Linked DNA regions of Anser cygnoides: region 2 is linked to region 1. A link is a contact called in public Hi-C data. All regions are on one chromosome and are shown on one strand. Each heading gives the region's core, a stretch centred on a gene start, on an enhancer-like site or on the middle of the called end of the contact. The rest is flanking DNA. Distances are from core to core; before and after follow the strand shown. Region 1 holds the start of NCAPH (non-SMC condensin I complex subunit H). Region 2 holds the start of LOC106047631 (dynactin subunit 2-like).

Evidence for each region. Hi-C and Micro-C count contacts between places; a contact is called where the count stands out from the background.
Region 2: a Hi-C map of liver shows a contact between it and region 1, with 2.1 times the contacts expected there. The contact joins the promoter of LOC106047631 here to the promoter of NCAPH in region 1. A contact is called at or near these places in 3 of 7 Hi-C or Micro-C datasets (granulosa cells and liver).

What each region holds. Positions count from the first base shown.
Region 1 is chr26:5,966,959-5,973,141 of Taihu_goose_T2T_genome, reverse strand. It overlaps NCAPH (non-SMC condensin I complex subunit H), which reads left to right and starts at 3,101. Exons shown (of 17, transcript XM_066983371.1): 1 at 3,101-3,395; 2 at 3,503-3,596; 3 at 3,950-4,042; 4 at 5,117-5,255; 5 at 5,792-5,913. The coding sequence starts at 3,187.
Region 2 is chr26:6,197,944-6,204,126 of Taihu_goose_T2T_genome, reverse strand. LOC106047631 (dynactin subunit 2-like) reads right to left here and starts at 2,342. Exons shown (of 7, transcript XM_066983280.1): 1 at 2,122-2,342. The coding sequence starts at 2,256. DUSP11 (dual specificity phosphatase 11) reads left to right here and starts at 2,581. Exons shown (of 8, transcript XM_048055056.2): 1 at 2,581-2,753; 2 at 2,848-2,923; 3 at 3,439-3,570; 4 at 4,172-4,295; 5 at 4,859-4,919; 6 at 5,248-5,304; 7 at 5,415-5,490. The coding sequence starts at 2,719. The coding sequence ends at 5,445.

The DNA of each region.
Region 1 (6,183 bases), core at 1,852-4,351:
GGTTTCTTCAAATACATAGGTCAAAAAAAGGAGATAAAAATGACTGCACCCCCTTGATGAGCAAAACAGGAGACTTGGCTACAACTGACAGGGAGAAGGCTGAGGCACTCAACTTTTTTGCCTCAGTCTTCACTGGCAAGAGCTCCAGTCACATAGCCCAAGTCACAGAAGGCAAAGGCAGGAACTGGGAAAATGATGAACTGCCCAGTAGGAGAGGGATCCAGTGCAAGACCATCTAAGGAACCTAAAGGTACACAAGTCCATGGGGCCTGATAAGATGGATCTGTGGGGCCTGGTCAGTGAAGTAGTAAGCCACTGTCCATCATATTGACACGTTGTGGCAGTCCAGTGAAGTTCTCAGAGACTGGAAAAGGTAAAACATAACCCCCATTTTTAAAAAGGGAAAAAGGAAGTCTCATTTCTATGCCCAGCAAGATCATGAAGCAAATCCTCCTGGAAATTATGCTAAGGCACGTGGAAAATAAGGTGGTGATTGGTGACAGCCAACATAGATTCACTAAGAGCACATTGTGCCTGACAAATTTGGTGGCCTTCTACAACAGGGTTACAGCATAGGTGGATAAGGGTTGGTGGATAAGCACTGTCCTGCACAATATCCTTGTCTCCAAATCAGTGATGTGGCTATGATGGATGGACCACTCAGTGGATAAGGAAGTGGTTGGATGGTGGCACACAAAGTGTTGTGGTCAACAGCTCTATGTCCAGGTGGAGGCTGGTGATGAGTGGTGTTCCTCAGGGTTCAGTATTGGGACCAGCACTGTTTAACATCTTTGTCAGCAACATTGACATTGAGATTGAGTGCACTTTCAGCAAGTTTGCCAATGACACCAAGCTGTGTGGTGCAGCTGACACACTGGAGGGAAGGGATGTCATCTGGAGGGACCTGGACAGGCCTGGGAGATGGGCCTGTGTGAACATCATGAGGTTCAACAAGGACAAGTGCAAGGTCCTGCATCTGGGCCGGGACAATCCCAATGCCAAGAACAGGCTGGGCGGAGAATGGATTAAGAGCAGCCCTGATGAGAAGGACCTGGGGGTGCTTGTTGATGAGAAACTCAACGTGAGCCAGCAATGTGCACTTGCAGCCCAGAAAGCCAACCATAGCATGGGCTGCATCAAAATCAGTGTGACCCGCAGGGCGAGGGAGGTGATCGTTCCCCTCTGCTCTGCTCTCATTAGACCCCACCTGGAGCCCTGCATTCAGCTCTGAGGCCCCCAGCACAAGGAGGACCTGGAAGTATTAGAATGATTCCAGAGGAGGGCCATGAAGATGATCAAGGGGCTGGAGCACCTCTCCTACAAAGGCTGAGGAAGATGAGGTTGTCCAGCCTGAAGAAGAGAAGGCTCTGGGGAGACCTTATAGAAGTTTTCCAGTACCTAGAAGGGGCCTACAGGAAAGCTGGGGAGGGGCAATGATTCTATGAAACAGTTAATTGCTCTGTCCTGCTCTGCATTACCTGCTCTGCAAGGGAATAGTTAACTGCTCTGCTTAGAAGTTAGGAACTAATCACTTTGTCTCTGCCAAGAGCTGTAAACACTAGCTGTAAACACTGGCAGGATGTACTAGAGCAATAACCCATTATGTGACAACACCAAAAGTTCTGTTTTGAGAAAACTTCAACCCTGGAGAAAAGCAATGTCTCAGGAGACACAAACAGAGGACTGGAGCCAACCTAACGCCTGCACCTGTACTGCACCAGAAGCTCCACTGTGCATGAGGGAATATGAATAGTGGAGTTAGGACGCATGTAATGATGTGATTGGAGGTGTTTGCAAGCCTTTCTGTTGGAAATTGCATGTAAGCTACTGCAAATTTTGGTGGGGGGCTCTCTCCCTATCATTTCCCTAATGGAGGAGGTGTTTCAGCAGCTGAGTTGATAGCACTGACAGAAGCCTGCAGTGAAGGATGAGAGAAGGAAGTAAACACCTATACAGACTTGAAATATGCTTTTGGTATGTACTGCACTAAGGACAGTTGTGGAAACAAAGAGGTTTTGTGACCTCCAGCAGCAGACAGAGAGCAGATGCTGAACAGATCAAGAATTTGTTAGAAGCTATTAGTCTCCCAGAAAAGACTAGTGTTCTGCATCAGGCAGGCAGCACACACCAAAGAAAAGACTGTCCCCACTAGGAATGCAGATGCGAGCAGTGTAGCAAAGTTCTTATTAAAAGTCATGGTGACCAAGTTTGGAGCTCCAGAAAAGATCAATTCAGACCAGGGGAGCCATTTCACAGCTCAGGTTTTAAAAAGGTTATATGAAATATTAATTATTACCCAACAACTACATAACCCATATCACATCGTTCTCACGTAAAATTCGCCAGGAATGAAGAAGATAAGGATCCATTGAAAATTATATTGAAAAAAAAAACACACAAAGCTATCCCCAGCAGCATGGCACTGACACATGAGCTGCTGAGTGCTGTCCAGCCTAAGTGGGAGAGGGCTCAGATGGGCCAGGGCAGGGTCTCCCTCTCCTCCCTGAGCCTGGGAAGCCCCAAGACCCATCACGAACTCTGGGACATGCCTAGGAACTCAGAGAGCCCCGAATCAGAAAATGGGTTGGGTCAGACCTTAAAAGATCTCCAGTCCAACCCCGCCATGGGCAGGGACACCTCCCACCAGACCAGGTTGACCAGGGCCCCATCCAGCCTGGCCTCGAGCACTTTCAGGGACAGGGAATCCACAACCTGTTCCAGTGCCTCGCCATATTTTCACTGACAACACTTTTTACAGGCTTTTAAAGGCTTTTACACTGACAACAACAAAATCTCATTAATTGGATTTTTGTTGTTGTTTCGTTTTGGTACGTGTAAGCTGAAACAAGCGTTCGTCAATTATAACGTGTTTTCCAAGGGGAAATCTCCGCTCCCAGACTGAACGACGCACCAAAGGACAGGCCGCGGAAGGGCCGGGGAAGCGCAGGGCCCGCCCCGCCCCGCCGCGGCCGTTACGCCCGACGCCTGCGCAGTGGCGCCGCGCGCGCGGCGAATTCAAACCGGGAAGCGGCGGCGGCGGCGCCGCGTGGGGGGGGGGGGGGGTGGGCCGGGAGCCGCCGCGCTCGACTCGCGGGGCGGGCGGGGAGCCGCGCGCCCATTGGGCCGCAGGCGAAGAGAGGGCGGGAGGCGGCGGTGGGGAGGCCGCGGCCGGTGCCCGCTGTCGGGATGAGCGCCGCGACCCCCCGGCGGGGCGGCGGCGGTGGGCTCGCGTCTCCCGCGCCGCGGCCGCTCGGCAGCTCGGCCACCCCCACGCTGAGCGACTGCCCCGGCAACGATGACGAGCGGGAGAGGCGGCAGCGGCGGCGTTCGCGGGCCGCGGACCTGCAGCTCGGCAGCACCGAGGCGGCGCTGGGCCTCGTCTCTTCGGTGCCCGGGTACGGGTGGGCCCCCGGGGTCGGTGTGGGAGGGCGGGGGTCGCGCTCGGCGGGGCGGGGGTGGGGGAGAGGCCCGGCTCCCCGGGGCAGACCCGTGCTTCCCTCAGGCAGGTGGATGCGTCGCTGTCGGCGGTCCCGCGGTGGACGAATGCGCAGATCTCGGACCACTACTCCACCTGCATCAAGCTGTTCACCGAGAACGTGAGTTGGCATCCCTCGGGAAGTGCTGCTCGTCGCGTCCCTGCCGCTGGGTCCCGCATCAGCCCCTTGCTGCTGAGCTGCTTGCGCGGGGGCCTAGGGCCAAGGAGGGTTTTTGACCCCTCACCAAGCAGTGACATCAGTTCTTCCTCGAGGTCCTCTGGGCCACGTAACAGCCCCATGATAGGTCTGGATTTGAATCTCTGTTACCGCTTTTCAAGCGTAATTAAGCAGGATGTGGCACGGTGCACACGCAGTCAGGTTTTGCTGCAACCTCTCCTGCAGAATGATGGTTCACAGGCAGATTGACAGCTGTGATTTTCCAGGTGTTGATTCTCAAGTGTGCTTTGTTTCAGAAAATCAACACCAAGAATGTTTTTGGCTTATACCTGATAGACTATATGACAGATATACTGAAACAGAAGGACTCTGAACTGACGAACTTCAAGGTGAGAGAAATTACTGCCTGCTCACTGCAGTGTTTTGTCTCTGATCTGTGCTAACTAAGCTTTAGTAAATAAAAACCTCAAATAATTAAACTTTCAGTAAGAGATCTGGTAGAGGCAGCACAGTCGTTTTTAGCAGAACCTTACGGTGCTGAATGCTTTTGTACTACAGAAATTAAAGGCTAAATTCTCCTTTCAGTTATGATCCTTCAAAAGGAGAGCTTGTTTAAGAATAAGACTTGTGAGGCTTCTGAGGTAAATACTGGGTGTTACAGCCATGTTCTGTTACTGGCTGTAAAAGAAAAGAAGATAGTGTGACCTGAGTGTAGGAGCCATCAGGGTATAGAAACATAGAATCATTAGGGTTGGAAAAGACCTCCAAGATCATCTGGTCCAACCATCACTCTACTAACAATGTCACCCACCCTAAGCACCACATCCAACCTTTCAGAACTTGCCTGGGCAAAGATTATTTATAGTTCTATTCATAGTTCACTGATGCTATGAGGGAGAGATGAATTCTTGGCAGGGATTTTGAACATGGCCTCAAGGAACTGGTGAGCTAGGTATCTTATAATTGATGAAACTGAGGAAGAAACAGGAAACTGTGTGCAGGTTTGGAGTGGGTGCTTCTTCACCTTTCTGGGTTGACCTGTGATCTGAAAAGGTCACTTGGCATCTCCTGCGCTTCGCTTCTTTTGACTATGTAATTTGGAAAAAACAGAACGATACCAAGAGGATATCCCAAAAGAAGGTGGAAGAGAGAGGTTGCAGACACAAATTGCACCTTTCTGTTTCTTCTCCTTGCTTAATCTTGGCAACTTTAAGTATTCTGTGTGATCCCTTCCAAAAGCCTTGATAAAACAAACTGTATCCTCTGCCTGGGAAGATACATCTTGACCCCTGCTGCGTACCTAGGTTTCCAATAGGTTTCTGGATAAATCTTTATAGGTGCTGACGGTTCTGCTTGTAATACAAGAGTTCAGAAACTCAGGTCTGCTGCTTGTCTTCTGCGTTTGCATCTTTTGTCTTGTTCCTTTCTAACTCTAACAATTGCATCCTGTTTTCCTCTGTCAGATAGCAGCTGGCACCCTTGATGCCAGTGCGAAAATTTATGCTGTGCGTGTGGATGTAGTCCATGCAGATATGTACAAAGTTCTTGGAGGCTTGGGCAAGGACTCGATACCTACAGAAGATACGGAGAGCCCAAAAGGAGGTGTGCCATTCACTTATTTTCCGTTAAGCTGTTCCTGGTTCCACCTACAAGTAAGAAATGTCAGTGTACTTAATGCAGCACCCATGAATTTTGAAGCAGTTAGCTTACGTTTCTGAAGCACTGCTCTATATCTGGGACAGTACCGCTAGCTTGATTCTTTTCAAGGGCTGGGAAATACTGAATTAGTTTGGATTCTTGAGCAAGGGAGGATGAGATGAGAACCCGAGTTTGATGCTCAGTCCTGTATTTAATGATTTGGCCAGCTAAATTTGAATGCAAACAAGGGGGAGCCTGATCTGAAATATTTGAGCGTGCAGTACCCTAGTCTTTGCTGTCCTTTGCTTCAAAACAATCATGTGCTGTTAAGACAAAATATACATGATAAAAAGAATTACAGTATACAGCCAATGAAACGTTAGTGGTTCATGCTAATTAGATACCTATGTGGGTAACTTCATACCTGCTGGGTTTTTGTATGTGTGCATACATTTGGCTATACAAACTGCAAGTTCTCTAACTATAACTTCTACTTTTAGAAGAAGACAGTGCAGCTTCTGGTACTGTCAAGAGAGTCCAGACAAAGAAAAAGCATTCATTCAAAACCATTGAGCAGAACTTGAACAACATCAATGTGACAGATCATAATCGCAGATGTGAGGTGGGTGGAGGTGGAGCTGCTGTAGTGGTGGGTGAAAGAAGGAAACATCACTTCATTCTTCAATTTTCTCTTGTTTTCCTTACTGTGCAGTCCTCTCTTGGGCTGTAATATTCACATGCATCTCTGAATTCTGCTATTATAACAAGATTGTTCTTACTTGCATTTAATCCTCCTGCGTGAGGCAGCCGTGAGAGCGCTGTCCTCGCTGAAAAAGATGCATGGATCATTCTCCCTTCGGTTTTGTACTTAGTCTTCTGCAGAGATGTATGT
Region 2 (6,183 bases), core at 1,093-3,592, 230 kb before region 1:
AGGCCCTTTTTATATCACTAAGCCAGAAAAGGACATAGGCACTGCCACTTCAGGTAACAAAAGAGATGCTGTGCAGTTCTATCATCCTCCTGAGACAGCCAGCAGGTGATGATGCCATTTTCACTAAACAGTTTTCTTTCACACATCAATTCTCAGTTTCTCAGGCCACTTTCCTCTTTCTTTTTTTCCACCTTCTCAGGTGAAAAGTTGTTCCCTGGTTTCTCAGTTTGCCCTTATTGACAGCATCTTCAGGATGTCTCTGGTCCTCAGGTGCCCAGCTGCCTTTCCAGGATACTGGAGCCCTCAAGGATGTCCCTGATTCCGAGGCCAAATTCCCAGGTTGCAGAGGCCAAGTCCCACCTGGGTTTCCAGACTGGGGTTCCAGGCTGGGAGGCATTTTCTCCTGTCAGGGTGAAGCAGCCATGGAATGTAAGGACTTGCTCATTGCAGTCAGGCCACCTGCAGAGCTGCTCCATAACCATCCCAACAATTTCCCATCTCTGTGATGGTTCCCCATCGCAACACAGTATCTAGAGTACTGCATTCAGCTCTGGGGCCCGCAGCGTAAGAAGGACATGGACCTTGCATGTCCATGGTGCAAGTCCTTGCAGGACATGGTGCATGTCCAGAGGAGGGCCATGAGGATGCTCAGAGCACCTCTCCTATGAAGAAATGCTGAGGGAGCTGGGTTTTTTCAGCCTGTAGAAGTGAAGGCTTCAGGGAGACCTTACAGTGGCCTTCCAGTACCTAAAGGGGGCCTACAGGAAAGATGGGGAAGGACTCTTTTTCAGGCAATGCTCTGATAGAACAAGGGGTAACGGCTTTAAACTAAAAGGGATTAAGTTTAGATTAGATATTAGGAAGAAATTCTTCACTATGTGGGTTGTGAGGCACTGGAACAGATTGCCCAGAGAATTCGTGGATGCCCCATCCCTGGAAATGCTCAAGGCCAGGTTGGATGGGGCTTTGGGCATGGGATGGGGCTTTGGGGAACCTGATCTAGTGGAAGGAATGGAACTAGATGATCTTTAAGGTCCTTTCCAACCAAAACCAGTCTATGATTCCACAATGTCATATCCTTACAAATTTCCATCCCAACAGTGATTTCCCATCCCATGATTTCCCGTCCTAATGGTTTTCTCTCCCCACCATGACTTCCCATCCCAGTGATGATTTCATATCCCAACAACGACATCCAGTTTCCAGTCCCAATGTTTTCCTGTCTCAGAGTGAATTCCCAACGCCCCATCCATCCATCCTCTCCCATAGCAGCCATCCCCAAACCAATTCACAGGGTGGGCATGGGGAGCAGCAGCGGGCTACGTTCAACCCTCCCTCTATATCCCCCTTCACAAACGACTTCAGGCAGAGCCTTAACGAAGTGAACACCTACCACAGAATAATTTAATAAACAAAGCAATGACTTAGAGAAATGACAATTAATAAGAAATAGTTTTCCAATCCAAGCCATTTGCCATCCCAACAAGCAGTTCTGATCCCCCAAATTTCCCATCTAGTTATCTGAACAGCTTCATGTCTCAATAATTGTTTGTGATCCCCCCCATTTCCCATCTCCCAAATCACCCAACCCAACACATCCCCGTGCCAACAATTGCTAACCCCCATCAGGATTTTTGGGGAGGGGTGACTTTTGGAGGGGAAGGGATGGGGCCGGGGGCGGCGGCCCTGGGACACTGGCATTTGTGCTGCCCCGTCCTGCCCCGTGGGTGGGCGTGGGGGGGCTCGGGGCTGTTTCGCCCTCCTGCTCTGCGCCCCAGGGATGCCCGTGCAGCTCACAGCTGTGCTGCAGGCAGGGCCGTGGCAGCAGCACCGGGCCGTGGGGAGAGAGGGAGTTAGGAGAATCTTAGCAAATAGATAGAGCACTGACAGTATTAAACTAGCGGATGCTACTTAGTGTCTTTGCTAACTGTGGTGCATTGTGCAAATTAACTAAAGCAAGAAGCCTTGGGCCCCCTACCAAGGTTAGTCCCCTGATAAGAGTGTGAGCCTGTCTTAAGAAACTGGCAGAACCTGGTCCTGCGGATGGACAAGAGCCAAGGAGCAACGGAGTCTGTGCAGAGACAAGAGGTCAACTAGTGGTGAGGAGGAAGAGTCACCAACCTTCATCCCCACGACCCCCGACGACCACCACCAGGAGACACTGCGCAAGCGCAGACGGGAGGAGCTCATGGAAATGACTTCTTGAACTAATTTCAATATGAAGCGGGGACGGGTCGTGCATATGCATCGGCGCATTGTGAAACGTCACGCACATGTAACTCTTTGCTGCATATAACCAAGGCAAGTTGCCGCGTCGCATGCGCACGACTTTGGCGGGACTACCCCTGTGCTGCCCCACGCTGAACGGGCGTACCTGCTTTACGATCTCACCGCGCGTGGAGCCCGTTTTCCGCACGGCAGCGGGTGCCCAGGCGGTGCCGGGGGAGGCGGGCGGGAGGCGTCCCGCTGCTCTGGGGGTGCTGGCAGCCAGTGACGTCGCTGCCGCGGGCGGTGACGTCACGCCGGTACCCTGGCAGTGACGTCAGTGCCGGGAGCGCCGTGCCGGCGGGTGCCGCTCTGTGCCGCCAGGGGGCGCCGTAGCCGCGGCCGGACTGCGGCCTCCCGGTGCCGTGCGGACGGCGGCCGCGCGGTGTCGGGGCGGCGGAAGCGGAAGCGGAAGCGGTGGCTCCGCCGCCGGTGGGCCGCGCGGTTGTCGCCATGCCGGGCCGCGGGGGTTGCCGCGTACCGGAGCGGTGGGTGCCGCCCCCGGGGCACCCCGTCCCTTCCCGCAGGGGCTCGGCGGGAGCGGGGCTCCGGTGGTTGATGTCCCTCTGCTTCCCTTTTCAGGTGGACCGACTACGTCCCGCTGGGCCGGAGGCTGCCGGGTACCCGCTTCATCGCCTTCAAGGTCCCCCTGAGGCAGGTGAGCGCGGGCAGGGGGTCGAGGGCGGCCCCAGGCGGTTGCCGACGTGGCCGGTGCCGCAGCAGGCCCCACGGCGGCGCCCGAGCTCTGGTGCCCCCCGTCTCCGAGGGCTGGCGCTCGCTCGTGGGTGGCCCCGCGGGGGCAGTGGAGCTGGTGGCAGCGTGCAGTGCTGCCTCTGCACCTCCACGGGAACCAGGCCCGTTTTAAAGCCCTCGCCAAACTCGAGCTTGTTCCTCAGCACGTTTGCCGCCCTGTAATGTTTTGTCGTAGTCTTTAGTCGTTCCTGGAATACCTTAGCAGAACAGTCCCAAAACAGTTAACGGTCCAGAGCTTGTTCTGGTTTGGCACAGTGCAACACAGACATGGGTCTGTTCTTGATTTTGGCCATTTGTGTCTTTTTCATTTTTTTTTCCCCAAAAGGATGGTCTTCAGGAGGTTCGGCAGTGCAAGCCTCCTCCCTCCAGTCGCAGTGCACCTGCATTTAATGTCTGTCATTGAATGTTATTTTCCCTCAGAATTTTGATCACAACCTTCATCCAGAGGAGAGGTTTTCACCTCGTGACCTCATTAAGAAAATTAAAGAGCAAGGGGAAGAGCTGGGCTTGATCATTGACCTGACATACACAACTCGCTACTACAGGCCAGAGGTCAGTCTTGGTCGCATTGTTGGGAAAGTAAAGTTCTCTTAAAGCCCTAATATTGCTAATAATTGGGAAGAAGTTTCTTGTACGAAGGTGACTTTAAAGAGCGTGTGGCACTCAAATCCTCTGGAAAAGGGATGAGGTTGAGCATTGCAGGGACATTGGGATGCAGTTTTCATCCTTGATCAAGTGCAAGACTGTGGTCTTCAACTCTTCTTTTTACAACCATCACAGGTTTGGAGGTACTGTAAAGGTGTTTTTTTACACGCTTACCTGAATTAAAAGCTGATTACAAATATTTTTTTGCTTGTGGTATCACATGTGTGGATATTAGTTGGAAAAGTTGTTCCAGCTTCTGTGTGTGCTTTGTGCTTCCAAGAAAGGAAGGAGCAAAGGCACAGGGAACAAAAATGCAAATAGGTTGCTCTGGAGTATTAATAAAGTTTAAAGAAATGAAAGAGAATTTTTCTTACCTAAAACTGTGTTGCCACTCTTCTGGACTTAGTTGGAAGACTTGTCTTCTTGTATCTTCTGTCACAGGGCTCTCTAATTAGTGAGAATCTTCGCACTTTTTTATAAAATTATTGTCCTTCTTTGTTTCTTGTAGGAACTACCAGCCACGCTCTGCTACTCAAAGATCTCGACAATGGGACATGAAATACCAAACAATCAGACCATTTTTGAATTCAAGAGTGTTGTAAAAAACTTCTTGAGAGACAATAAAGACAATGGTAAGTGTGGATTTTCCTTTACGTTAACAAGTGCTGTTGATGGGAGGGGCACGGAAGACTTGGGGTTGGCAGTGTTCTTCATTAACCTTTGTGCACAACATGAATTTCCCTTCCTCGTCTTGGCATGTATATGTCGATGCAGTAGTGAGACCAGTTTATTGTAGTAAAGGAGTTCATGCTGGCTCGATAATTAGCAGCGAGCCAAGCGTTAATTGAAATTGAGACTGTGTCTAGTCTGCCCATAGATACCAATCCCGTTTTGGTAACAGGAAGCTGTTAGTGCTCAGGAAATGCAGGCCAGCCTTTCATAGAGCTTTTAAATATACCTTCCATGCAGTGAGCTGTGTGACCATGCAGATGAGGCCACAGAATTAAATGAGCTAATGAACTAAAATCAGGGGTGATAATTAGACACAAAGGTGGTGATTTTGTTACACAATCAGTTCAGTTTATCTGTGCTGGTGTCCCTGTTGAAGAACAATGTAAAATGGGCTTCTTTTGCTCTGATTTGGTTTTGGAAAAAGAACACTTCAAAAATATAAACTGATTACCATGTGTTACAGATAAACTTATTGGAGTGCATTGCACACATGGCTTGAACAGAACTGGCTACCTGGTTTGTAGGTGAGTTGTCCTTGGTCAAACTGAACTAGGTGGTGGTATTGCCAGCTTCATGTTGCTCGAGAAGGAAATGTTTTACTGCTGCAACAAGAGTCAAGTGACCTGTGTAATCCCCAACTGGCAAGAATATGAAGCTTTTAAGTTTAGAGAAGGTTTTGTTGTTAGGGGTTTGCTAAAATCAAGGATAAGAAACTACAAAATACTGCTACTAGATTCTGGCTTGTAAACGAGCTCTAAAAACTTCCCACCACTTTATTTTTGAATTGCGTCTGATCTGTCAATATCTCTGTAGTTAACTGTGTTATTAGAGCTTTCTCGTTAATCTGTTCAGGTACCTAATTGATGTTGAAGGCATGGAGCCAAATGCTGCAATAGACTGTACGTACATGTATGTTCTTCTTGTCAAGATATAAAATGTTATTATGGGCTTGTGATTTTAGATGGCTTCAGGCTTTTTCTAGTGAAATGTTGTTATAACTCAGACTTTTCTCTCTTCAGTGTTCAACAGAGCTCGAGGGCATCCTATTGAGAGAATGAACTATATTGAAGATCTTCAGAAAAGATCTGGAAAGAAGTAAGCCTTTTGTGTGCCTGAGTGCACATATGAAGTGAGAACTGCTGTCAGGATATAGATAGATTTTAAACTTGTCTAGCTCCGGCTGATGGAGGTCAAGTGGAGCCAGTGAATAAGGAGGAAAGCGGGCAGTTTGGGACACTGGGAGCTAAAGATCTCCTATGTGGCCTTTTCACAGGCTTGCTGCTGTCCTAGGGAGGAAGAATGTGAAGGGGAGTTGATTTACATGTAAAAGAGCTGTTATGATCACTTGACAAATGGTATGTAGGCCCAGTTATGTCATAGAGATTTATTTAGAGATCTATTTAAGGAATTGTGGAGTAAAGAATTTGGGCTTGGACCTCCTCAAAGGAAAAGCAGACACTACATCAAATGCGAGAAAGCAGATGGTTGAACATCACCCGCACCATTCAGAACAATTCCCATTAGCAATGCCGAGGTAGGTTTTTTTGCTTCTTGCCTCTATACATACAGTATAGCTGAGCAGAGAGAACAAAAAAGGCTGTTTACTCATTTTTAAGAAACTTAAACTTGTGGTCTTACAAGTCTAGATGCAACTCTGCTACATACATGACAGCATCTGTTGCCCTGCCATTTTTGGGAGCGAGTGAAGATAGGAATCTCCCTCAAGCTTGTTAATGTTGAAGTGTTCCTTGTGCCTGCAGCAGCATGTGCAAAGCTCTTTGCCTCTGA